2 separate regions of the Sus scrofa genome follow, and region 2 is linked to region 1. Evidence: chromatin contacts called from public Hi-C data. All regions are on one chromosome and are shown on one strand. Each heading gives the region's core, a stretch centred on a gene start, on an enhancer-like site or on the middle of the called end of the contact. The rest is flanking DNA. Distances are from core to core; before and after follow the strand shown. Region 1 overlaps C1H18orf63. Region 2 has its middle 34 kb from the start of TIMM21.

Region 1 (7,135 bases), core at 3,120-5,619:
ACATATATTTATTCCTTTTTAAACATTAGGTATTATGTAATAAAAAACATTTTCTTCAAAGAAACATCAGGAAGCCTCTGGATATAATACCTAAGTAAGGAGATGACACTTATATTGTTGTGGGCTTGCTTGAGAATGCTTGGTTGAGGCTAAAAAAAAAATCTTGAGTTAAAAACAGACGTACCTTGAATGAATGGGAACTTGAGTAATATACAAATATGACTTAAAAAAAAAAAAAACACAGATGTACCTAATAGAAGTAATTTAGCTCAGAAAGTTCCAATGACTAAAAGAGATAAAGTCACCTTGCACCAAGAGATGGCCAGTTTTATTCCAGGCTGGAGAAAGTCTAGCCATGAGTGAATATGAAAGGCAGTTTTGAAGAATTACAGGAATTACCCGTTGTGGAGTTTCCACCTAAAAAATATTAAAGCACAATGTGGGCAAATTCACAGCAATTGGTATGTTTCTATAAACTCATAAATCACCACCTACCAAACTGGGCTATACTGGGTATGATTTCACTACAGCAAATCTATCTGGTTCTAAAGTTAGAAGAAGTGTTAAAATATATTCACTTTGAAACTATGACTATAATGGCCAAATTCTACCTGTTTATCCTGGCTTTTAGAGCTCCTGTGCTAGAACCTTAAACTTTACTTGGTATTCTTCTCAGCACAAAGGGAATAAGACCAGAACTATACTGCAATATTTTTCATTATTGTTCACTCTAGTTCAAGATCAGAAAACAATTAAATGTTTACATGGGCACACATGTAGCCAGCAGAGTATCTCTACTTGTACAGGATTTTATTTATATACTTAATTTTATTTTATTATTTTATTTTATTTTTTTGGCTGTGGTGTGCTGCAGCTTGATGTGGGATCTCAGTTCCCAGGCCAGGGGCTGAACCAAGGCTGCAGTGGGGAAAAGCCCTGAGTCCTAACCACTAGACCATCAGGGAACCCTCTGTACAGAATTTTTAAAGATCAGAACTTTAGCTTATGACAATAAGAGGTAATGGAATCCAGATGTAATCTTCCACTTGAAATAACTAAAAAACTGGTTAAGTTATACAAAACAATGGTTCACAAGATATAGGAGATCAAGTAACAAAGAAAAGAAATCCCTAAGAAAAGGGAAACCCATGATTACCCCAGCATATTGATTAAAGGTTTCCAGGCTGCAGTGAAGGGAGGGGGAATCCCTGGGTTGAACAAACAGGACTGAGAGCCGTGGAGGCCAAGGGAGCTAGAGCAGGGGCAAAGTATTAAGAGAAGAGAGCTGCACAGAGAGAAAACTCTGAGATCAGCAGAGTCCCTCCTTGAGTATTAAGTTGCACATGGAACTGCACATGCATATGAGGAAACTACTCAGGGTGGGGATGGGGGGGTGGGGGAGGGTTGGGGGGGAAACCAGGGCTGTTTGCTCTACAAACATCCTTGCAGATATACCCCAGAAGAAAAAGCTGCCACTGCCTTTGCTAGTGAGAGATGGAGAAAAGGGAGAGAGCCAAGGAAAACTTTTTCCAAATATTATCTACTGTTTTTTTGAAATATAGTTTATGTACAATACTATGTTAGCTTCTGACTTTATATTTGCATATATTATGAAATGATAATAATAACAAATATAAATATCCATCTGTCCCCATAGTTATTACATTATTATTGACAATATTCCTTATGCTATATATTACATCCCCATAGCTTATTTATTTTATAACTGAAGGTTTATCTTAGATCCAGATTAAACCATTCAAACCACCAACCCTCTTATCATTCTGGAATGCTGACTGCCCAATATTTTAACTTTGTTATCTTCAACCCACACCCTATCTTGGAACATTCTCAGCCTTTCCTCCTACCCTTCCCATGACCCTATCTTGGAACTTCTGCATCCTCTCCTCCTATGCCTCCAGTGTAGCCTGATGCTAACCTTGGCACAGGTTACCTTGGCCGCAAGCCCCTATAAAACCTGCTAGCCCCCTAATGCTGGGGAGCTTGAGACTCTCAGTGCTCCTGGCCATTTGCTGGTCAATAAACCTACTTGAAGCCTCAACACTCTGGGCTCCCTACCTCTATTTGCTTCAGCTACAAACCCACATCCCTTTCTCACTCTAACAGTTTGTACCTCTTAATCCCCTTTACCCATTCCTCACTCCTAGTAACCACTCCTTTGTTCTCTGAGTCTGTTTTTATTTTGTTTTGTTTGTTTTTTAGATTCTACATATAAGTGAGACCATATGGTATTTGTCTTTGTCTGACTAAATTCACTTTGCCTAATACCCTCTAGATCCATCCATGCTGTCGTAAACGGCAGTATTTCATTTTTTAAAATGGCTGATTTAATATTCCGTGTGTGTGTGTGCATGCGCACATGTGTGTTCTTTATCCATTCATCTATCAATGGACCCTTAGGTTGCCATCCCTTGTTTATGTTCCATTTTGGCTTCTGGTAAGTTTTCCCAGGATGCAAGTAATTAATCTGTTGGTGGGGGATGGGATCAAATCTGTTCAATTTCTCTCATAGAGAATGTATTTAAAGCTACTATTAATAGAACTCCAAGCAGTAGTATGAGGCCAACCTGCAAGCTTGACCTTTAACATGTCCCCAGGGTCCCTGATCCAATCAGCTGAACAAATCCCATAAACTATCAAGATCTATGTTAGAAAGCCAAATGACTTTCTCCTAGATTCTGTATTGACTTTCCCCTTAGTCTGAGGCATTAACCCAGATACAGCAGGATGTATTAGCACTACCCAGCCTTGGCATGCAAAGAGGAAGTCTGGGGTAATTTTATCATCTATAACCATCCTGACTGGTGACCTAGATTCCTTCTAGGCAAATATGGTGTCACTGATTATTTTAGCTAAAGTCAGGGGCAAATTCTGTGCCATGTTTTATCAATAAATGGGAATATAGTAGCTTAACAACATATATGACTAAATTAACATTTATAGACTACTTGACACAAAAACAACAGAATACACATTCTGTTCAAGTGGCCAAGGAACATTTACTAAGATAGACCATATTCTGGGCCATAAAACAAATCTTAGTAAATTTAAAAAGAAAGATAAATACCATATGATATTATTTATATGCGGGATCTAAAATATGGCACAGATGAACCTATCCACAGAACAGAAATAGACTCATAGACATGAAGAAAAGACTTATAGTTGCCAAGACGGGGAGGGAGTAGGATGGACTGAGGAGTCTGGGATTAGTAGATGCAAACTATTACATTTAGAATGGATAAGCAATGATGTCCTGCTGTATAGCATGGGGAACTATATCCATCACTTGGAATAGAAAATGATAGAACATGAGAAAAGGAATGTATATATATCTATGACTGGGTCACTTTGCTATACAGTAGAAACTGACAGAACACTGTAAATCAACTATAATAAAAACATTTAAAAACACAAAAAATAAAAATATAAAGTTTCAAGTTGTGTAAAACATGTTCTTTAGGTACAATTAAATTAGAAATAACAGAGAGACCCCTAGAAAATCCCCAAATATGTGGAAACCCTAAACCTAACCCTAACTATTTCTAACTAACCCATAGATCAATGGGGAATTAGAAGGTATTAACAGGAATTCCCGTTGTGGCAGAGTGGAAACAAATCCGACTAGGAACCATAAGCTTGTGGGTTCAATCCCTGTCCTTGCTCAGTGGGTTAAGGATCTGGTGTTGCTGTGAGCTGTGGTATAGGTTGCAGACTCGACTCAGATCTGGTGTGGCTTGTGGCTGTGGTGTAGGCTGGCAGCTATAGCTCCAATTCGACTCCTAGCCTGGGAATTTCCATATGCCATGAGTGCAGCCCTAAAAAAAAAAAAAGAAAGAAAGAAAAAGAAATTATTAATAGAGGAAAATCAAAGCATGTATTCAGGAGAAAGTTTATAGTACTAAATTTCTCTATATTAGAAAAGAAGAAAGATCTCAAATTGATGACCTCAGCTTTTACCTTAAGAAACTAGAAAAAGAAGAGCAAACTAAACCCAAAATAACCACAGGAAAGAATAAAGACGGAAATGAAAATCAGTAAGATACAGAGTAGTGAAACAGGAGTTCCCATTGTGGTGCAGCAGAAATGAATCTGACTAGGAACCATGAGGTTGAGGGTCTGATTCCTGACCTTGTTCAGTGGGTTAAGGATCTGGCATTGCCGTGAGCTGTGGTGTAGGTGACAGATGCAGCTTGGATCTGGTGTTGCTGTGGCTCTGGTGTAGGCTGGCAGCTGTATCTCCCATTGGACCCCCTAGGCTGGGAACTTCCATATGCCATGGGTGCGGCCCTAAAAATACAAAACAACAACAACAGCAAAAAACCCCAAACAAACAGGAACCAGAATAGTGAAACAACAAAGAAAAATCAAGGAAACCAAAAGCTTGTTCTTTGAGATCAGTAAGATTGTAAGCCTCCAGCAAGACTGATCAGGGAGGCAAAAACAAACAAACAAAGAAAAAAACAGGACACACATTACCAATATCAGGAATGAGAGAGGTGACATCACTACAGATTTTATGGCAGAGGAAAATAAGGGGATATTAGAAGTAATCTTATGTTGGAGTTCCCATTGTGGCTCCGCAGAAATGAATCTGACTAGCACCCATGAGGATACAGGTTCAACCCCTGACCTTGCTTAGTAGGTTAAGGATCCAGGGTTGCTGTGAGCTGTGTGTAGGTCACATACGTGGCTTGGAGCTGGTGTTGCTATGGCTGCAGTATAGGCCAGTGGCTACAGCTCCGATTCTACACATAGCCTGGGAACCTCCATATGCCATAGGTACAACCCTAAAAAGAGAGATAAATAAATAAACAGAAGTAACTTTACATCAACAAGTTTTCCAACTTAGATAAAATGTATATATTTCTTGACATAGATAACTTGAATAGTTTTATTATCTACTAAAGAAATTGCAATTATAGTTAAAAACAGTTAAAAACAATCAGACAGGAGTTCCCGTCGTGGCGCAGTGGTTAACGAATCTGACTAGGAACCATGAGGTTGCAGGTTCGGTCCCTGCCCTTGCTCAGTGGGTTAATGATCCGGCGTTGCCATGAGCTGTGGTGTAGGTTGCAGACTCGCTCGGATCCCGCGTTGCTGTGGCTCTGGCGTAGGCTGGTGGCTATGGCTCCGATTCGACCCCTAGCCTGGGAACCTCCATATGCCGCAGGGGCGGTCCAAGAAATAGCAAAAAAGACAAAAAAAACCCCCCAAAAAACAAAAAAACAATCAGACAAGAACTCCAGACCTAGATAACTTGATTGGTGAATTTACCAAACATTTAAGGAAGAAATAATAAAAACTCTTTATTAACTCCAGAAAAATAAAAATAAAAACAAGGGAATTATTCCTACTTTAAGATTACTGAGGGCAGGGAGTTTATGTCTGCTTCATAGCTTTATCTGCAGAAATAAAGTGCTCAGTATATTATAGATGTTCAAAAAATAGCTGCTGTGATTAGATACTTTTACTTTTCATGAAGGAAGTATCCCTATAAAGAAATATTGAGCATAATTGTGAAGCCTCGACAAGAGTTGGGAAGCAGGTCCTGCTGGAACAAAGCTCAGGAATAACAAGGAATTCAGGATCTGGAGGTCTGGTGAAGGGCACAAAACATATTTACTTAGTAGGAATGAGGAACTGGGATACATGGAAAATTGCCAAGATTATAAACAAAAAGATTTTAAACATTTTGGACATGGAACAGTTTGAAGGGATAAAGTCAAGGTGTGAATTAGGAGATGGGATTAAGATGGGGAACAAAACAACAACAACAACAACAAAATTGCTGTAGGCTTCCTGATGGGAGGGACTGATGCCTGCCCACTGGTAGGTGGAGCTGATTCTAAACCCTCTGGTGGGTGGGGCTTTGTCTCTGGATGGGAGCTCAACCTCTCTCCTAAAAACAACAAGATTCACAACTAAAGTCTGAGCAATCTTCAACCAAATGGACCAGAAACCTTAAAAAAGATACCCTACTCCAGAAGAAAAAGAGGAGGGCACATCAAGAGGTAGGAGGGGCAATTACACGATATAAACAAACCCATACCTACTGGGTGGGAGCTCCACAGACTGGAAACTAACTGGTTTACAGAGACTCACCTACAGAAGTGAGAGTTCTGAGCCCCTCATCAAACTCCCACATGTGGGGATCTGGCACTGGGAGAAAGAGCATCTGGCATTGAAGGCCAGTGGGGGTTGTGTGCAGGAGCTCCACAGGACTGGGGGAAATGGAGACTCCATTCTTAAAAGGCACACACAGACTTTCACGTGCACTGGGTCCCAGGGCAGAGCAAAGTCTCCATAGGAATCTGGGTCAAACCTGACTGCAGTTCTTGGAGGACCTCCTGGGAAAACAGGGGTGAATGTGGCTTGTTGTGAGGGAAGGACACTGAAGGCAAAGCTCTTGGGAATATTCAGCAGCCCTGCCTTTCTCTGGAGGTGGCCCTTTTGGGAAAATCTGGCCCCGCCTGTCAGTCAGTGCTGAGAAGCCCCAGGCCAAACAACAATCCTGGTGGGATCACAGCCCTGCCCCTCAGTAAACAGGCTACCTAAAGACCCCTCAGGCACACAGCTGCCTCTAATCCCAACCAGAGACAAAGCCTCACCCACCAGAGGGTTTAGAATCAGCTCCACCTACCAGTGGGCAAGCATCAGTCCCTCCCATCAGGAAGCCTACAGCAAGCCCCCATACCTACTTCAGCCACAAGGGGGGCAGACACCAGAACCCTTCTCTTGCAGGGAGAAAATCAGTTATGTCAGGATGTGGCTCTAAGGTAAAAGAGGAGGAGAAGAGAGCAAGGAGATATGCAGCTTCCAATCTTCACCTGTTTGGGCAAGTGGGGAACAGGTACAAGCGACCTGAACTCCTAAACATTCTGCACAGTAGTCTGACCCTTGAGGTGTGCTTGGGGAGGACAGATAGCCTCTAAGTCCCCAGGAACACACTGAACCTGGAGGGCTCTGGGCTGTCTGCTGTGATGAACTAGGAGGCGTTCTCATCCAATCCCCTCCCCACCAACCTCGGGGTTCTGTTTGGTCCACCTCTGTGTTTACATGCTGAAATCACCTCTCCTAAATATTTTAACAGTTGACTCTGTGAACTGGAGAT
Region 2 (7,135 bases), core at 2,516-5,015, 110 kb after region 1:
AATCTTCCAAGACTAAATCAGGAGGAATTAGAAAAGATGACTGGACAGATCACATGGCTGAGATTGAAACTGTGATTAAAAAACTCCCAACAAAAATCCAGGACCAGATGGCTTCACAGGTGAATTCTATCAAACATTTAGAGACATGTTAACACCTATCCTCTGAAACTACTCCAAAAAATATGCAGAGGAGGAACCCTCCCAAACTCATTCTATGAGGCCACAATCACCCTAATACCAAATCCAAACAAAGATACCACAAAAGAAGAAAGGAAAATTATAGGCCAAGAGCCTTTTATTCTGTGATGGTGATTTTAGTAAATCAGGTGAGGAAGGGAAAGGAGGCAAGGTACTTGACTTAACAAATATCCTAGTGAAGATGCATAGATACCCGGACCCTGCACTTCTCCCAGGAAAGATGGCCTGAGGTAGAGGTTTTCTTCCAAACAAGATTTTTTGGGGGTGGGGGGGCCCACCCACGGTGTGCAGAAGTTCCTGGACCTAACCCTAACCTACCCCTAACCCTAACCTAACCCTAACCCTAACCCTAACCCTAACCCTTGCCATAGCAGTGAGCCGAGCCACAGCAGTGACAACACTGGATAAGAAGGGATATATATGTATGTATATATATTGGCAGTGTTGCTATAAATGATTTGATCAGCTTCCCTTCCCTTTTCTATTCCACTTGGCAGGAATCTGAGTAATTTATAAACACTGAATTTCAACTTTTCCTTCCCCATGGATTTAAAAAATTTTTTTTTCTCATGGATTTTGGCTAAATTGAGCGCTCCTTACATTAAACACTTGAGAGAAAATCAGGAAACCTACTTATTTGAGTTTTGCGAACAAAGAAAGAAGTGGCACTTTCTGTCCCAGCCCCTCTCCAGGCCCCAGGGAAGACCTGTAAGCATCTTGCTTTCTACTGGACCAAGAGCAGAAGGCGGCTGGCAGAGCTTCACCCTGTTAGCTGAGAATCTGAACCATTTTTATGGAGCCCCTCTGCTCTTGACCTGTAGGGAAGAATCTGCTTCTCTCCCATCTCTTCCTCTCATCGCAGGGGCTTATCTCCTTCAAGACTGGTTGAGGGAGTGAGAGAGCCTGAGTGCTGTTAGCACAGTGCATGATTGTTGTGAAATAAGATGATTATAGTGAGACAGGCTTTCTTACCTCACTATGCTGACTGTTGCACACCACGCATGACTGTACGACTCTTACTTTGCTTTCCAGGAAGAATAATAATAATGATTGTTGGTTGATACTTGCGGAGCCCAGAATGTTCTGAGTTCTGCTCCCTCGTTGCTTTCTTCCTGGGAAAGTTTTGAAGAGGAGGCTGCAAACATCCCTGGTTTACAGATGAGGAAACAGAGCCACCAAGAGACTGAGGAACTTATTCCAATCTCTGTTAACAAGCACACTTTCAACCACCGTGAGGCTCCTTCTGCAGGAAGCTTCCCAACATCCAAGGTGACATCTGCCTGCTTTTCCTCATCATCCAAGGTAAAATAATTACAAATGAGTTTTTAGAGTTTCTATAGCTCTCTGGGTTCTCTGATAGCCCATCTAGCTTGCCATCTCGTTTCTGCTTCTGCTCCTCTCCGCAGGCAATGAAAACCTCCCCTCAGACAGCTGGGGGGAACATCTTAAGAAAGGCCAGACCAGCACAGCCATGAGGCATCCCACCTTCCTAGGGTGTTGGGATTTTAGAGAGGACAGTGGTCAGTGGGCCCATAGCTCTCAAATCAGTGTGTGTGCATTAGCTCTGTGTCTGTTGTGGAGGGGACTATGGAAACACTTGGCAAGTGAAAGCTCTGGTCCTCTTGCCAGTTCAGTAAGTTCTTTGCCTCACTGACACAAATGCTTCTGAAAGGTCCCCCACATTGGCATAAGGCTTTTCCATTTCTACTCTGTACTTTCTAATTGTAATATTTACAGATTACAAGCCTTTCCTTTGGACTAGATAAGCACCAAACTGCAGAAGAAATAGATGAAATTCAAAACTAAAGAAAACATAATCCCAGGAACAAAGAGCCCATTTTTAGAGGCAGAAGGATACTATGTTTAACCTTGGAATGCAGCATCTAAAAATCTCTCTCTTATCTCTTGGACCTCTAGCTCCATCACTGAGGTTTTACCCTCTGGCAGCCCTGAGCATTTTCTTCATTAACATGCCCATCAAATGTTAGACAGTCATCCTCAGGCTTCATGAACTTGTTCACGTGGGCGAGCTAAGCTGAGCTTTCTTCAGGAGAAGTTTCTCTGTGTCAACAGAACAGGCTAGTGATATAAATACAATTTCAACTGTGTTTCTAAACACTGAAGCCATGGCTAGAATGCTTTCAAGTGCCCTCAAGTATGCCAGAAGCATAGTTTATGTGTCACTTGCTGGTCATTCCTGTGCATTCATCAGCTCAAGTCCCTAAGTGTGGGAAGTGTGCCCTGATTGCAGTTATTATCTATAACTGTTAGGACCCACATTGGATGTGCACTTACATTTATTATTCTCAGACTTTGTATTACTTCACATTGCCTTTTCCCAACCCCTCGCCTTTGATGTTCTCCAGACTCCTCTTTGGCAACCTGCGTGTTATCTGAGTTCAAAGGTCTGCTGACATTTCCACCTCAACCCTCCTGGCCATTCAGAAACCAGATCCTGTTGATTGTACTCCTCGAACTCATCCTCTCTTGGTGGCAAATCTCCACGATGGCCCCAGCCGAGCCCCTGCCATTCTCCTGGACCTTTGCTGCTGTGTCCACTGCCTCCTCCTGACCCAGCTGGAAGGGCGGCCTCACGTTTCCCCTTTATGCAGCTGTGTACAAGGGACACAAAAATGACAACATGTGGATCTCACCTTTAAGGAGCTTCCAGTTTCAGCTCATCCTCTGTGTCATGGCCAGAGAGACCCTTTCCTGCCCACCCACACACAACATATGGCACCTGGGCCTCCCTTCTGTCCACACTCTCCACTCGGGTAGACTCTCCGGCTCCATCTAAGCACCTACAGTGGTGTTTGCAGGTCTCTAGCATCCACTTCCTGCCAGGCCGAGCCAGTCACTGTGGCCAGGTCAGCTCCCTCAGCTGAGCCACCTGGGCCACAGCCCAACCCCCAGGCCACAGCCCAACCCCCAGGCCTCTGGGCCCCACAGCTGCGCTGAGTTCAGGGTGGGGTGGGGGAGGTGGCCCTTTGTGTCTGCAGCTTGTGCACCACTGCTATCTGAGCTCTGGAGCTGCCTGCTTATCTAAGTGAACGTATCCCCAGGCCCTGCTCCCCAGGCCCAGAGGTGGCTCACAGAGCTGGACTGTGTCCTCACGCTGGCCTTCCTTTGGGGTGCCCTCAGTCAGTGTGTCCTGTCCTTTCTCACCTTAGGTCCCTCTTGTGCTTAGTGTCCGCAAATACCTCCTATTCTGGTCACGTGCTTCCTGCCTGGAGACTTAGCCGCAACTGCTACCCCAGGAAGATCTCTCCAGGAGCCTGAACCACCAGTTCTGGAGGACCCCTGCCCCAGCTGTGTGTCTCTCACCCCAGCTGTGTGTCCCCTGTATGGCTTTGTCAGTGTTTCCACTGCTCTTCTCTCCCTCTGCCTACAAACCCTCATTGGCCCAGGATTGGGAGTTGGGGGAGGTACCCCCACTGCTCTGACCAATTGAGCCACAATCGGTCAGATGTGGTTTTCCAGATGGGTCTCTGCACCCAGGTGACTCTGCCCTGGGTTTACTGTCCTGGGAGCTCCCAGGTCAGAGCGGCTGAACCAAGGCCTCTGGGCTCAGAAGTCCCATGTCTGCTCTCTGATCTGAGCTGGCTTGGGGCCCAGGGCAGGGGGACGAAGGGCAGCATCCTGACTTTTGGACTAGCAAACATTTCATTTAATGATTCTGTCACCTCCTTGTTGTGCCAAAGAGAAGAGAAGACATGTCTCCTTCACCACACAGGACACATACCATGACACCAGCCTGACCGGATCCCTCTGGCTTCTTAAAGCAGGAGCAGAGGGAGGGTCCCCGTCAGACTACATGGCATGGCTTTTGGAGAAAATATATTTTGTTTTTGCCTTTTCTAAAATTAAAAATAACTTTTAAAGGGTTTCACAAAGTGAAGTTTCTTACAGTGTTTGATAGGTTCCTTTAGCTCTCTAGTGCGGTCAGGTCTTGGGATGACCCTGGTTTTTCATTTGTTTGTTTTCTGTAATAAATTCCAATGGTGAACAAATCTCTTGAGAGAGTGTGGGGGTGATTTTGGAATCCCTAACTCTCAAGCAATAAACACAAGAAAATCACCCCTAACTCTCAAGTAATAAACACAACAATAGTGTACAGGTTGCCTCACTCCGAACAAGAAATGGCCTGCTGTTTTATATCGGGTCATAGTTCACACTCCCACTGTGAATTTTTTACTATTCTAAGTCATCTATTTCTTTCTTCTTTCTTTCTTTCTTTCTTTCTTTTCTTTCTTTCTTTCTTTCTTTCTTACTATTCTAAGTCATCTCTTCTTTCTCTCTCTCTCTCTCTCTTTCTTTCCTTTTCTTTTCTTTTCTTTTTTTGGCTTCTTAGGGCCACACTGGGGCATATAGAGGTTCCCAGGCTAGGGGTCCAATTGGAGCTACAGCTGCCGGCCTACACCACAGCCACAGCCACGCCATATCGGAGACGCATCTGTGACCTACACTGGAGGTGTAGGCAATGCCGGATCCTTAACCCCCGGAGCAAAGCCAGGGATCGAACCCGCAACCTCATGGTTCCTAGTAGGATTCGTTTCCGCTGTGCCACGATGGGAACTCCTCATCTATTCTTTTTTTTTTTTTTGTCTTTTTGCTATTTCTTGGGCTGCTCCAGCGGCTATGGAGGTTCCCAGGCTAGGGGTCGAATGGGAGATGTAGCCACCGGCCTATGCCAGAGCCACAGCAACGTGGGATCCGAGCCGCGTCTGCAACCTACACCACAGCTCACGGCAACGCCGGATCGTCAACCCACTGAGCAAGGGCAGGGATCGAACCCACAACCTCATGGTTCCTAGTCGGATTCGTTAACCACTGCACCACGACGGGAACTCCTCATCTATTCTTGAAGACAAGGATTAACTCTTGCTCAGCTTAGTGGCCTCAATGTCCAGCACAGACTTTTACAGAATACACGCTGCAGCGTTTAAATATCTGCTGAATTCATGGAAGCTGTGTGAATAACTTTGTACTTTAAATTTAATTGGATTTCCTAGGGGATCTTGCGATTGAAATGAATACTATATATAGAATGAATACTAAAGAGACCAAATCTTTAAAAGACTATGTAAAGAAACAATTGCCTTAACAGAATGCCTTTATAGGGTTAAGTACCAATTTACTGAATTTCATGAACTGAAATTCATTTTAGCGGGTGTCCGTGGCCCTCTGGTGGCCGCAAAGGGTCAAAGCATCCGTTCTGGTCTCAGGAAACCTCCCTTAAGATGACTGATCAGAGAGAAGTGGGGCAGAACAGAACCCAGGAAGCCAAAATTTTCCAGCAGCAAAGGTGTGATCTACTTCAACAGGAGCTTGGCCTTTTATGGGACTCCCTGTTACCCTCCCTCTGTTTAAAAAACTAAGAAACAAAGACCCTAAAGTCTTAGGTGCCTGGGAAGCAAAAGCTAGAGTAACCTCTTTTGAGCAAATAGAATTCTGAGCATATTGGTGCCACTTCCTGAAAGTTAAACACAGCCCAATACAGAGGGAAGTGAGTCCTGTCTTCTCTACCTGCTTTTCTCACGTCTGCGCTGGGCCGACTGGAAAGATAAGGGTAACAGTCATTGCGCTGTATGTTTCAGAATATTATAGACGGACAGCTTTGTTTCCATTTCCCAATTTCCATTATGTGAAATTGCTCTTTTTAAGCGGTTAATCATTCTGGATCTGGGAAAGCTGTCAGTGTACTTGTGTTCACAAAGGGCAATCAGCAGTGTGTTCCTTTCCCTTAGGGCCCAGGGAGGAGGTGAGGAGGGGGAGGCCCTTACCTACAGCACACACTTTTGGGGATATGTGTGCCACAAACGCAGTAATCAAGATAACATTTTAATGAAATATTTTGAAACTCAAAATTAATGCAAAATACCCATGACAAATAAAATGTCAATGTGTTAGGTAAAGACAGGGACAGTAGAACTGATTTTTCTTTCCCTGTCAGCCTCCAGTGCGGCTCGGCTAGGCACTGCTTTCTCATTGCTGGCTTTTGTTAAGAAGCAATGTCTTCGAGTGGCTGAGGGCCCACCTCTGAAGCTGAGACACCTGGGTTTCACCAGATGCTGCTACTTACTAGCCGCATGACATTGGGCGAAGCTCATCAGGTGGGAACTTAAGCGTGAAGAATCCTTGCAGGCTGGGTGGGACAGAGGAGAGATTGGGGTGAGAGAGGGATGAGGCCCACTCCATTAATGCTGAATTTGAAGACGGAGGATGGGGACCAGGAGTCAGTCATGGGATGGGAGAGGCCCCTAGACTAAGCTGGGAATGGCTCCCAATGACAAGCAGTAAAAAAGAGTGACTTTCGTCCTACAACCTCAAGGAATTGAATTTGCCTACAATCAAATGAGCAAGAGAACAGCTTCTCCCTAGAGCCCACAGGAAGGATCATGGCCCTGCTGACACCTGATGTTCACCAGGTAAGAACCATGTTGGACTGATGACCCACAGAATGTCAGATAATAGATCTGTGCTGTTTTAAGTCATTAGGTTTGTGGAAATTTGTTATGGCAACCATAGAAAATGAATCCTTTCCGAATGGTGGAGGTTGGGGTGTTGTCATGGTTTGCCAACATCTACAGGTGCTGGCAGGTAATACAAGGCGATGACACCACACTGGTGAGTGTGGGGTTTGTGGGCAGGCATCAATGTTGTCTGCCAGAGTTCTCAGTGAACAAGATGGAAACACAAACACACACATGCACACACACACACACACACGTATGCACATGTGCACACACAAAGGGGAGCAATGTGAGAGCAGCAATCAGACATATATTTCTTTTTAAAAACCACCTACGTATAATTTCAAAGTTTACCAGTAGGTCACCATAAATGGAATGATTGTCCAAGTCCCAGGATTGTTAGGAGGGCTGTTCCAGATGCAGATGGAATATGGCTTATCTTATGGACACGGTTTTACCTTTTT

Evidence for each region. Hi-C and Micro-C count contacts between places; a contact is called where the count stands out from the background.
Region 2: a contact with region 1 is called in a Hi-C map of omental adipose tissue, with 3 times the contacts expected there. The contact joins two enhancer-like sites. A contact is called at or near these places in 3 of 47 Hi-C or Micro-C datasets (embryonic fibroblasts, liver and omental adipose tissue).

The regions. Positions count from the first base shown.
Region 1 is chr1:149,707,587-149,714,721 of Sscrofa11.1, forward strand. C1H18orf63 reads right to left here. Exons shown (of 15, transcript XM_013993265.2): 6 at 306-417. Among named protein-coding and RNA genes, the nearest start is that of C1H18orf63, 14 kb to the right of the region's middle. Within about 2 kb of position 4,370, at least 2 of the 83 cell types and tissues checked have an H3K27ac peak or open chromatin away from gene starts, as enhancers often do. A contact at or near this core is called in omental adipose tissue, where this site is marked.
Region 2 is chr1:149,817,851-149,824,985 of Sscrofa11.1, forward strand. No RefSeq gene overlaps it. Among named protein-coding and RNA genes, the nearest start is that of TIMM21, 34 kb to the right of the region's middle. Within about 2 kb of position 3,766, at least 19 of the 83 cell types and tissues checked have an H3K27ac peak or open chromatin away from gene starts, as enhancers often do. A contact at or near this core is called in omental adipose tissue, where this site is marked.